Linked DNA regions of Drosophila melanogaster: region 2 is linked to region 1. Evidence: chromatin contacts called from public Hi-C data. All regions are on one chromosome and are shown on one strand. The core of a region is the stretch at or near the end of the contact, and the rest is flanking DNA. Distances in the headings are between cores, read along the strand shown. Region 1 overlaps Fur1 (Furin 1). Region 2 overlaps LpR2 (Lipophorin receptor 2).

Region 1 (4,470 bases), core at 864-3,363:
GAAACAAAATCATAAAGGTGTACAAAAACTTAAAAATACATTTTACCACATACCAAGTACAATATGAAGAGAGGATTTAATACGGGAATAAAGCACAAAAGTACTTTCTAAATATTTGGAATAAATATAGTAAATATTTCTTTTAAGTGCAAATAATACCCTTCATTGAAAGTATTTTACATTCTTATCTCTTCTATCGTCTAGACGAAAATCTGCCTCGAAAATAACACAGTTCAAATAAACGGAAATTAAACTGAGCTAAAAGCAAACTTTTTGAATAGCTGAGAATGCGGAAAAAATAGGCGAATATGAAAGATGAGCAAAGTTTTCCGGTATCAAGCCGTAAATTTATGTTTGCGTAAATAAGCACAGACGCGGCGCAGCAATGTGGAAAACTTAGGAAAGAGAGGGCTTCAAATGGCTGGAAAATAGATAGACCAAGTGAGTATGGTAAGTCTGTGCGAAGAGGGGCGAATTTAATGAAGCAAAAATCGAGCGAAGCTGCCACACAAGCACTTAAAACATCGCAGTCTCTTCGAGTTAACGGCTTTCGGTTTCGGCGGTTACTCTCTATACAAACTCCTCAGCCAACCGCCCACTTCATGGGCCCAGCTCCCCAGTGTTTTGCCCTCGATCCAGCAGCCCTAGTTGGAAAACTAAAACACAAGTAAAGCTGCATAAGGTGAACAGGAAAGTGCAGGGGTGAACTGTCAAGTCAAGTGCCAAAAAAGTGAGTAAGCTCGGATGGGATTCCGACCCCTTTCTACCAACTGCATCAACAATTTGTTGCATAGTTAGAGGCGATGCGTTGGCAGTCTAAACAATCAGTGAAAGTTGTGCGTGTGTTGGGTGAAAAGTGGAAAAACCAGATGGGGGTGAAAACAGGAGGAAAAATGCAGGCGTTGGGTGCACGGACTTGTGTTCGTTGCTTCAATTTCATAGCACTTCACTTCACTCCATTCCATCGGAGGCAACAAAAACTGTAAATAAATCCCCACAAGCAGTGTTGCAGTTAGGTGAATTCAACATGTGTGTGTATGTGTGTGTTAACAAGGATTTCAATTTGCTAGATGGCAGTTAATAGCCTGAAGACGCGCGCTTGAAAACTTCCAGTTTGAAGTGTTTGGTAAACACGGCACGCAAGTGTTAAACAGTTAAAATCTTAAATCATTAAATAGCCAATTGCATAATTGGGTTCATTTTCAGTTAAGATTAAAGTTTTTCATTTTAAATTCATTGCCCGCATTTCTCGCAACACCAAATTATCGCTCATTTTATCACTCTGGCATTCACGATTGTCAGTCACTCATATGGATAAACGCGTTTTGCCAGCCCCCAAGGCAAATGCTTTTGATTCAGCCTTCCACATTTCCATCATATCGCCTCACCTGAGCGAATGACGCTGCTGCTTGGCAGGTGTGAAATACGTGCGTTGTTTAATTCAAAACCGAAAAGTTCCATTCGCGAAGAAAATGCAATGCGCAACATTTTAACATAGTTTATGGGGCACACACACACACACACATGGAATGGCAACACACACATTCTCAAGTGCATGTGCATGTGTAGAGTGAGTGTTGCATATTTTGTGGCGCTTGAAAACATTTTTTTATGGCAATTTGCCAGGCGAACGAAGCCCGAGGAAACACAACAGAACCGAAATACCCTCAACGTACACATAAACGCATTGTTGCGGTAAAACAAGGCGGCAAGAAAGTACACAGAGAAAAAAGCACAAGTAAAAAAAATGTGTTGTTACTGAAATTCATTAAACAGGCTGTTTCGATGTTAGGTTCATAGTCATAAAACATTAAATTTCTTTCAGTGCAAAGGCTGAATAAGGAGCACACACACTAATACCTGGTCGAGCTAGCTTCTCTGGTTGCTTTCGCCTTGAACGCATTTTTCACACATGTTAAGTGCATCTCCGCCCCTCTGTGGATGCATCTGTGCCCTGCCCCGTACCAGCCCCTCTGTTGTTCAATAACTAGCTTGCAACATGGTGTCCAGTTTTCATCTCATTTCCGCCTGTCCTCTACCACTCCCCTGTCCCCCTTCTCTCTCAGCAGCTTCCTTTGTCAGCCATAAAAACGCCCGAAAATGTTGCATACTTTCTGGGGAGCTCCTGTGTGCTGCCTCAAGTGTTTGCCACAGTTTCATGCGCTTTTTACGACACTTTGTACCTCCTGCCAACGCATGCCCAACTTGCGCCTTTCAAAGGCATAATTTGACAGCAAATTGTTCAGTTTATAGCCAGGCACTAAATATTCTTTCAACTTTCGGTTGTGAAAGAGCAGAAATGGGCTCCATGCAAAATATATTTCGCATACAATGTGCCAGCAGCCTTCTCAACACATCCCCCTAAATTCATCTAGCTGGCTGCAAAAAACTTGGATATTTCCACAACGTTTTGTTTCCAAACTTGGCTTGAAATAATGCAACAAAGTTGGGCCAGGATTAGCAGGAGCAATGCACCCACCGGATGTAATGGCCAAATGAGTTTTAGGTTTTTGTTTTTTTTTTTTAGCTGCCTCTTATCAGACACACAAGCAGCATAAAAAATGTCTTAATTCGCACAAAATTTCACTGGACCTAAGCGGATTGTCCGACCAACTGACTTGGAAAAAGTGAGTAGCCAGCGAATGCCATAAAGTTATTAGATGCTCCTACTTAGTAATTAGTTTCTCATACGTGGCTGCGTTTCAGTGGTCAGGATAATTGCGGTTAAGCGACTGACACCAGCTGTTGGAAAATTAAGTTGACTTATGAAACTTGAATACCTTTTTGCACATTTTTATGTGGCGACGAAATTGCGGAATTACAAAACTACAAATCCCAATTAAAAGCTGTAATTTAATGTGACATCAAACATGTCATTGGCCATGCAACGAAATTCTACAATATTTTGCCATTAACTGAAAACAAAGTGTTAAGTGCACAAACATTTCCTTTAACTACGGTAGTTCTTAATTCCGAGTGCGGTATTAAATGTAACAGAAACAAAGCCAATTCTAGCACCACCTAGATATCTCTAATTCCATTTAAGACCGTGTATATGTATGAATCTCATATTCCTGGCAAAAATCAGCAAATTGCAGTGGTCTACTTGGCTCATCTTGCGCATTCCATTTGGCCATGCAGCTGGGTGTAGCAACTCAAAAGCCCAAAAGGACTTTCAGGTAATTTGAACTAACACAACAGGCCAGTGGGGTTTGCTGGTGCAGTGATGGTGGTGGTGGATGGGGGGTGGGGGCCGGTCGAGGGTCTGTCTCTGTGTCTGGGGATAAGGATGTATCCTCACTGCCCCCACACTCCTCGTCCCACGCAGGATATGCTCTGAGTGGGTCAGAGCTACCAAAGCCGTCATATTCCATTTGGTTAACCAAAAGTTACGTGCTTCGGTTTATTTCCTTTTGTTTGCTCGGCTTTCTTTTTTTTCCTGTTGGGCTTTTTTACTTTTTTCCCCCAACCACTCACACTTGTATTTTTGCTGTTTCGCTCGTCCTGCTCCGACTGACTTTTGGCCATGAAACCATTTTGGCCCGACGCCTGACGCCTGCAACGCATTATTTGCCTTGAATTAGCACTCGTCCTGCCGAACTCTCTTCTCGTCCTGGCTCAATCGCCTCCCCCAACTGCCCCCTCTCTCTATTTAATGCTCGCCGGCTCTCGGACGTGTCATATAAATTAGCAACAATGAAGAAATTGCACAATTTACGAGTCCCACGGGTCAAGAGTGCGTGTGAGGGCGAGACAAAGTATTTTAACATTCTTTGTGGATTGCGTTTTTAAAAATGTCTGCTGGGTATTAAACAAAGAGGAGCAAAGACTTTAGAATGGGAACTATGCACTTGAAAAAATTGACAATTCTAACATTATTAAATATCCTAACATGATTTTTCCTTTACACAAATGAAGTATTTTTTTTACATATTTTTCGAGACTTTTCTTGTAGTGTACGACGACCATATCCAAGTGCGTGTTGGCCCTGCGGCTTTTGCTCGTTATTGCCCGTTAAGGTTCACCGAATTGAGCCGCCAAAAGCGGCGGAATGTGAGAGCGGGAAAATGTCTGCGAATTTTTCCCTCCCCCTGGACTGTATATTAATTGAAAGTCGCTTTTCAGCAGCGGTTTTAACAATCCTGCTGCCTCTTTTCTGTTCCGGTCTGTGGGGTATTTTTTCAGCGGATATTTTTTGGGGGAGGGGGGTCTGGTTGAATTCATGGTGTATTCGATGAAAGGCAAACATATCAAGCGGAATTGTGTGGCTAGCTTTGGCTGGTATTATAAGTGGATGAAGACCGCTCTCAAAAGAACAAATATTGTTTTGTTTCTGCGTCAATGTTGTATCAAGTCGAATCTTTGCATTGTTCGAAGATAACAAAGATAAAAAAATATTTTTGAGTTCAGTTCAATTTTTATTCTGACAGTTTTATCTGCGAACATGCTTTTAATTGAACTGTCAGTATA
Region 2 (4,470 bases), core at 869-3,368, 340 kb after region 1:
TGGCTGGCGATAAGGATGGTACACGTGCACCACCATGGGATGTTCCAACTAGAATTGGAAATGGTAAAAGTTTTTTGGTTATAAAAATACTTTTTCTATCTATCCTTACAAATATATTCTTTTAAATGTATTTAATTTCTCGTTTCTTGGAATGAGTAGCTTAGATAAGAAGCTCAAACGTTTCACAATTATCTACCATAATTCCCAAGCGACGACTTACATACCAGGCAATCAGACACTTGTACTTAAGGTCACATTCCTCCGGATATGTTATGTATTAAATTTAATAGGAAGTGTGCTATCATCGCAAGCAGTTACGATTGCAAAATTCTCGATATATGTAATCTTAAAAAGAAACAATTTGGGAAATACACTTACCATATGCGTCGCCGTAACAGGCTCCACATCCATTCCATTGAACTTGTTGGCCTTGAAGACGGCTTGCTTATCCCAGTCGGTCCAGTAGACGTAGTCCTCGAAGGTGGTGATCGAGAAGGGATGTCGCAGGTATTCGCCGGAGTAGAGCACCTGATGTCTTTGCGAGCCATCGTAGTTTGACGACGAGATGGTGTTCAACTTGCCATCCACCCAGTAAAGGCGTTTTTGAACCAGGTCCAATGTGATGCCATTTGGCCACTTAACATCGTAGGTGATGATGGCAGTGCGGTGGGTGCCATCCATACCCGCCCTTTCGATGCGCGGAGAGGCGCCCCAGTCGGACCAGTACATCCAGCCCTCGATGGGATCCAAAGCAATGGAACGAGGAATGTCCAGGGAGTCCTTTACCAGGACCTTGCCCATGCTGCCCTCGAAGTTGGTCAGTTCGATGGTGCACTTGTGGGTGTCCGTAAAGTAGACATGGTTATAGATCCAATCGACAGCCAGGCCATCCGAGGTCACCGAGGACTTTGTCAGCACCACCGTTCTATCGTTACCCTCATCAATGGGCGCTTTGTAAATACTCTGGGTTGCAACATCGCTCCAGAAGATCATTCCCGTGCGGAACACGAAGTCCAGAGCCGTGGCTGCCTTTGTACTATTCACTATTGACGTCATTTCCGGTCGATCCAGTGCTATCTTCCGGATGTCATGGCGCCTGGCCAGAAGTAGCGAGGCATGTCCTTCGCTGGCCTTACACCTGGTGTGATTCTTCAGGAGTCTCATGTAGCCCGCCTCGCACTCGCACTTAAAGGCTCCGATCTCGTTGACGCACACCTGGGAGCAAATGCCAGGAGTCTCACATTCATCGATGTCCACACATGTGTGTTGATCGGCGCCCAGTTTATAGCCATCGTGGCACTCGCAGCGGTAACCCACCTCCAGATTCACACACTGGTGCATACAGCCGCCATTCTTCGAGGAGCACTCGTTGATGCCACACTTTCCGGCCGGCTCATCCTCGCCATTCGGGCAATCCTTCCTGCGGTTGCAGACCTTGGCATTCGGGATGCACAGACCACCGCCGCAATCGAATTCAGTGGTTGCATTGCAAGTCCTTGGCGTCGCACTAATGTCGCACATAATTTCATCACTGCCATCCGCACAGTCCCTCTTCCCGTTGCAGGTCAGATGGCCAGCGATGCAGCTTTGATCGTTGCATTGGAACTGATCCGGACGACAGGACACTTTTAGGCAGTTGGACTGCGATTCGTCCTCGCCATCGGGACAATCGGCCTCGCCATCGCAAACCCACGATTTGTGCAGGCAGGTGATTCTATCCGAGCACTGGAACTCACCCGCTTGGCAGAAGTTCAATAGACTGACGGTGCAGTTTTGCTAAAAGTGAATGAATTATATAGATAAAATGGGTACTTTTAAAATTAAGTTTGCTTAAAAGTCAGAGCTTAATGCTTAAGTTTTTCACAAGGTCGTCTTTTAAAAGATGAATCTCTACCCGTGGCGAGGATAAAGGAAGTTAACTTTACTGCTGCTACAACAGTTTGCTTTTCTTGTTAAGTGCCAACCAAATATTCAGGCAGCTAAGCCCGGTTCACAAACACACTCTCGCACACGCAAAGCCCTTATGCACCAGCACGCACACATACACACGAGAGCATACGTACATGCACACTTATATAGAGGTCCCTGTGGCCATTGCCTGCATTTTTTGTACTGCATACTTTTAGGAGATGCCAGAAAACATTTTCCACATTCTATACGCTTTGTAAAGAGGAGTACTTGTGTGTAAATAGCCCGTTTATTTTTACGAATTTAATTAATCGGATTTTTAAAGGTGAAATTTTTAAGTTGGTTTTTATATTGTGTTTCGATATTGTGTGATGTTTTTGTGATGCAAGATAATAAATATTTTAACCTTTTTTTTTGTTGGCAATCAAACAGTTTAAGAATTTTAATACGATTTTTTGCTTTAAAGAATTACTATAAAATATTTTCTCAGTAAATTCGTAAAAGAGTATTTTTTGCGAACTGTTCGGATAGTTTCTGCACTGTTTTTATTGCTGTTCGGAGCCATGCAATTTCGGGCACCACCCTACGGACAACAAAAGCCATGCGTCATACATATAAATGTTTATGGGAAACAGTTGCCGACATGGTCCTCGTCGTCGTTGCCAGTTTTGAATAATGCTCGCGTCTTGCATAATTTATGCTTCCTAGCTTGCTCCATATAAATACATATTTATATGCGAGGGCTGTTAAACAACTTGGCATTTGTATGTGTGCATGTTTGTGTGTATGTGGTTTGATAATGTGCTCATATCAATTTTCATTGCAAGTTGAAGGTAGGGGAAAAGATTTCCGGACTTTACACGGCAAAAATATAAATATATCTTGCTTGCACGGTTTCTGTGTTTTCCCTTGTTATCAACTTGTGTTTTATTTTAGTTAACTCACCATTTCATCTTCGCCATTTCTGCAGTCTGAATCTCCATCGCAAACCCATTGATTGGGAATGCACGGTCCACTTTTGCAAGCGAAGAAATTGGATCCGCATTTCGCCTTTTCCCCGCAGTTCTTCTCATCCGATCCGTCACCACAATCGTCGTCATCGTCGCACTTGAAGCGATTCTGAATGCAACGTCCATTGCCGCAGGTGAACTCGTCGGAGCGACATGTCCTATCTGCCGAAGTACATTCCAATGATTAGTTTAATTTCACTATGGGTTATCGGCGGGAGGATTTGATGATTGTGATTAGTGTGAGCATGGATGGGATGAGGAAAAGCTAAAGCCGCAAAGACCATTTCTTTAAGGCTTGGGAAAAGCCAACACCATTACAAAAATTGCCAACAAACAAAGAAAGCATATAGAGAAGGGCGAGATGTGAAAGTGACAACAACAGAAACAGCGCACACACAGAAAACCAAAGTGTTCCCTCTGTGTGTGCGTAAATATTTGTACATTATTGCATACGAGCTTCACGATGTCACAACACAAGTCTCAGGGACATGTGTTCATGGCACAGTCAAGTACGGGGAATAGTGCACTACAGTATCTAGAAATAAATAAGCAACCAACACCAAAGGAAAGCAGGGAAAAATCTACGATAATTTCAATTATTACGGCAACCAACACCAAGCAAAGCAAAGCAGGTAACAGAGAGCTAGGAAATATTCGGTTATGGCTTACTGCACTGCGCCTCATCGCTTCCATCGCGACAATCTTTGTTCTGATCGCACATCCAGGACAAGGGAATGCACTCGCCCTCGCCCGACTTGCAGGCAAACTCCTCGGGCGAACATGTGTGGCTTCCTAAAAAGATCAAGATCATGGAAATACGTAATTTAAAGATACATCGAGAGGCAATCTATAGTGTGCTTTGTTCATAATTCAGTAATTCCTAGAAGAAGAAAATTTTCGATTGCATTTTGAAAAATCCTTTTTGTTTTATTAAATATATCAAATAATGGTATATAGAGTCTTGTTTTGCAAATATTACCCACAACGGGTAAAAAATTTAATAAAATCCCGAGCACCTACTTCAAGGCTATAATCACAAAGGGTGCCGGAAAAAAACCACTAACTGCCTAGCTAATGGGACTTGGTCTTGATGAGATAGGAAACGATCCTTAAAGGCAAGCGAGGGATGTCCTGTAATTAAGTTTATAAGCAGCTGCCATATAAGAGGGAGTGGGACAGCAACCGTTCTCCAAGTAATAAACATAGTTGTCATGCCAACACACACACACACACCACACTGGCACAACCAACAACCATTCGGGGGCTAAACAGTTGGCATTTTATCTAGGCAGTAATTAAGACATTATCAGCCAACACTCCATAAAGTTAAAACGCACACATGCGTATGCATTAAAGCAATTATCGCACACACTCACACTCGGGAAGTTCCATTGAAGTTATCCTTGCCAAAGGAACGGACATTAAACAAAGCTGACAACACAACCACACATAGACACATAGACACATAGACTCACAGACACGCACACACACTGGCGCATTAAAACGCTTGTGTTTAACCCTTAATGCGTATTAGTATGCCAGTTCTTGGCGC

Evidence for each region. Hi-C and Micro-C count contacts between places; a contact is called where the count stands out from the background.
Region 2: a Hi-C map of the Kc167 cell line shows a contact between it and region 1, with 1.4 times the contacts expected there. The contact joins two enhancer-like sites.

Annotation. Positions count from the first base shown.
Region 1 is chr3R:25,368,753-25,373,222 of dm6, forward strand. All of the region lies in intron 4 of Fur1 (Furin 1), which reads right to left. Among named protein-coding and RNA genes, the nearest start is that of alrm, 12 kb to the right of the region's middle. Within about 2 kb of position 2,114, at least 9 of the 39 cell types and tissues checked have an H3K27ac peak or open chromatin away from gene starts, as enhancers often do. A contact at or near this core is called in the Kc167 cell line, where this site is marked.
Region 2 is chr3R:25,706,438-25,710,907 of dm6, forward strand. All of the region lies in intron 4 of LpR2 (Lipophorin receptor 2), which reads right to left. Among named protein-coding and RNA genes, the nearest start is that of CLS, 21 kb to the left of the region's middle. Within about 2 kb of position 2,119, at least 27 of the 39 cell types and tissues checked have an H3K27ac peak or open chromatin away from gene starts, as enhancers often do. A contact at or near this core is called in the Kc167 cell line, where this site is marked.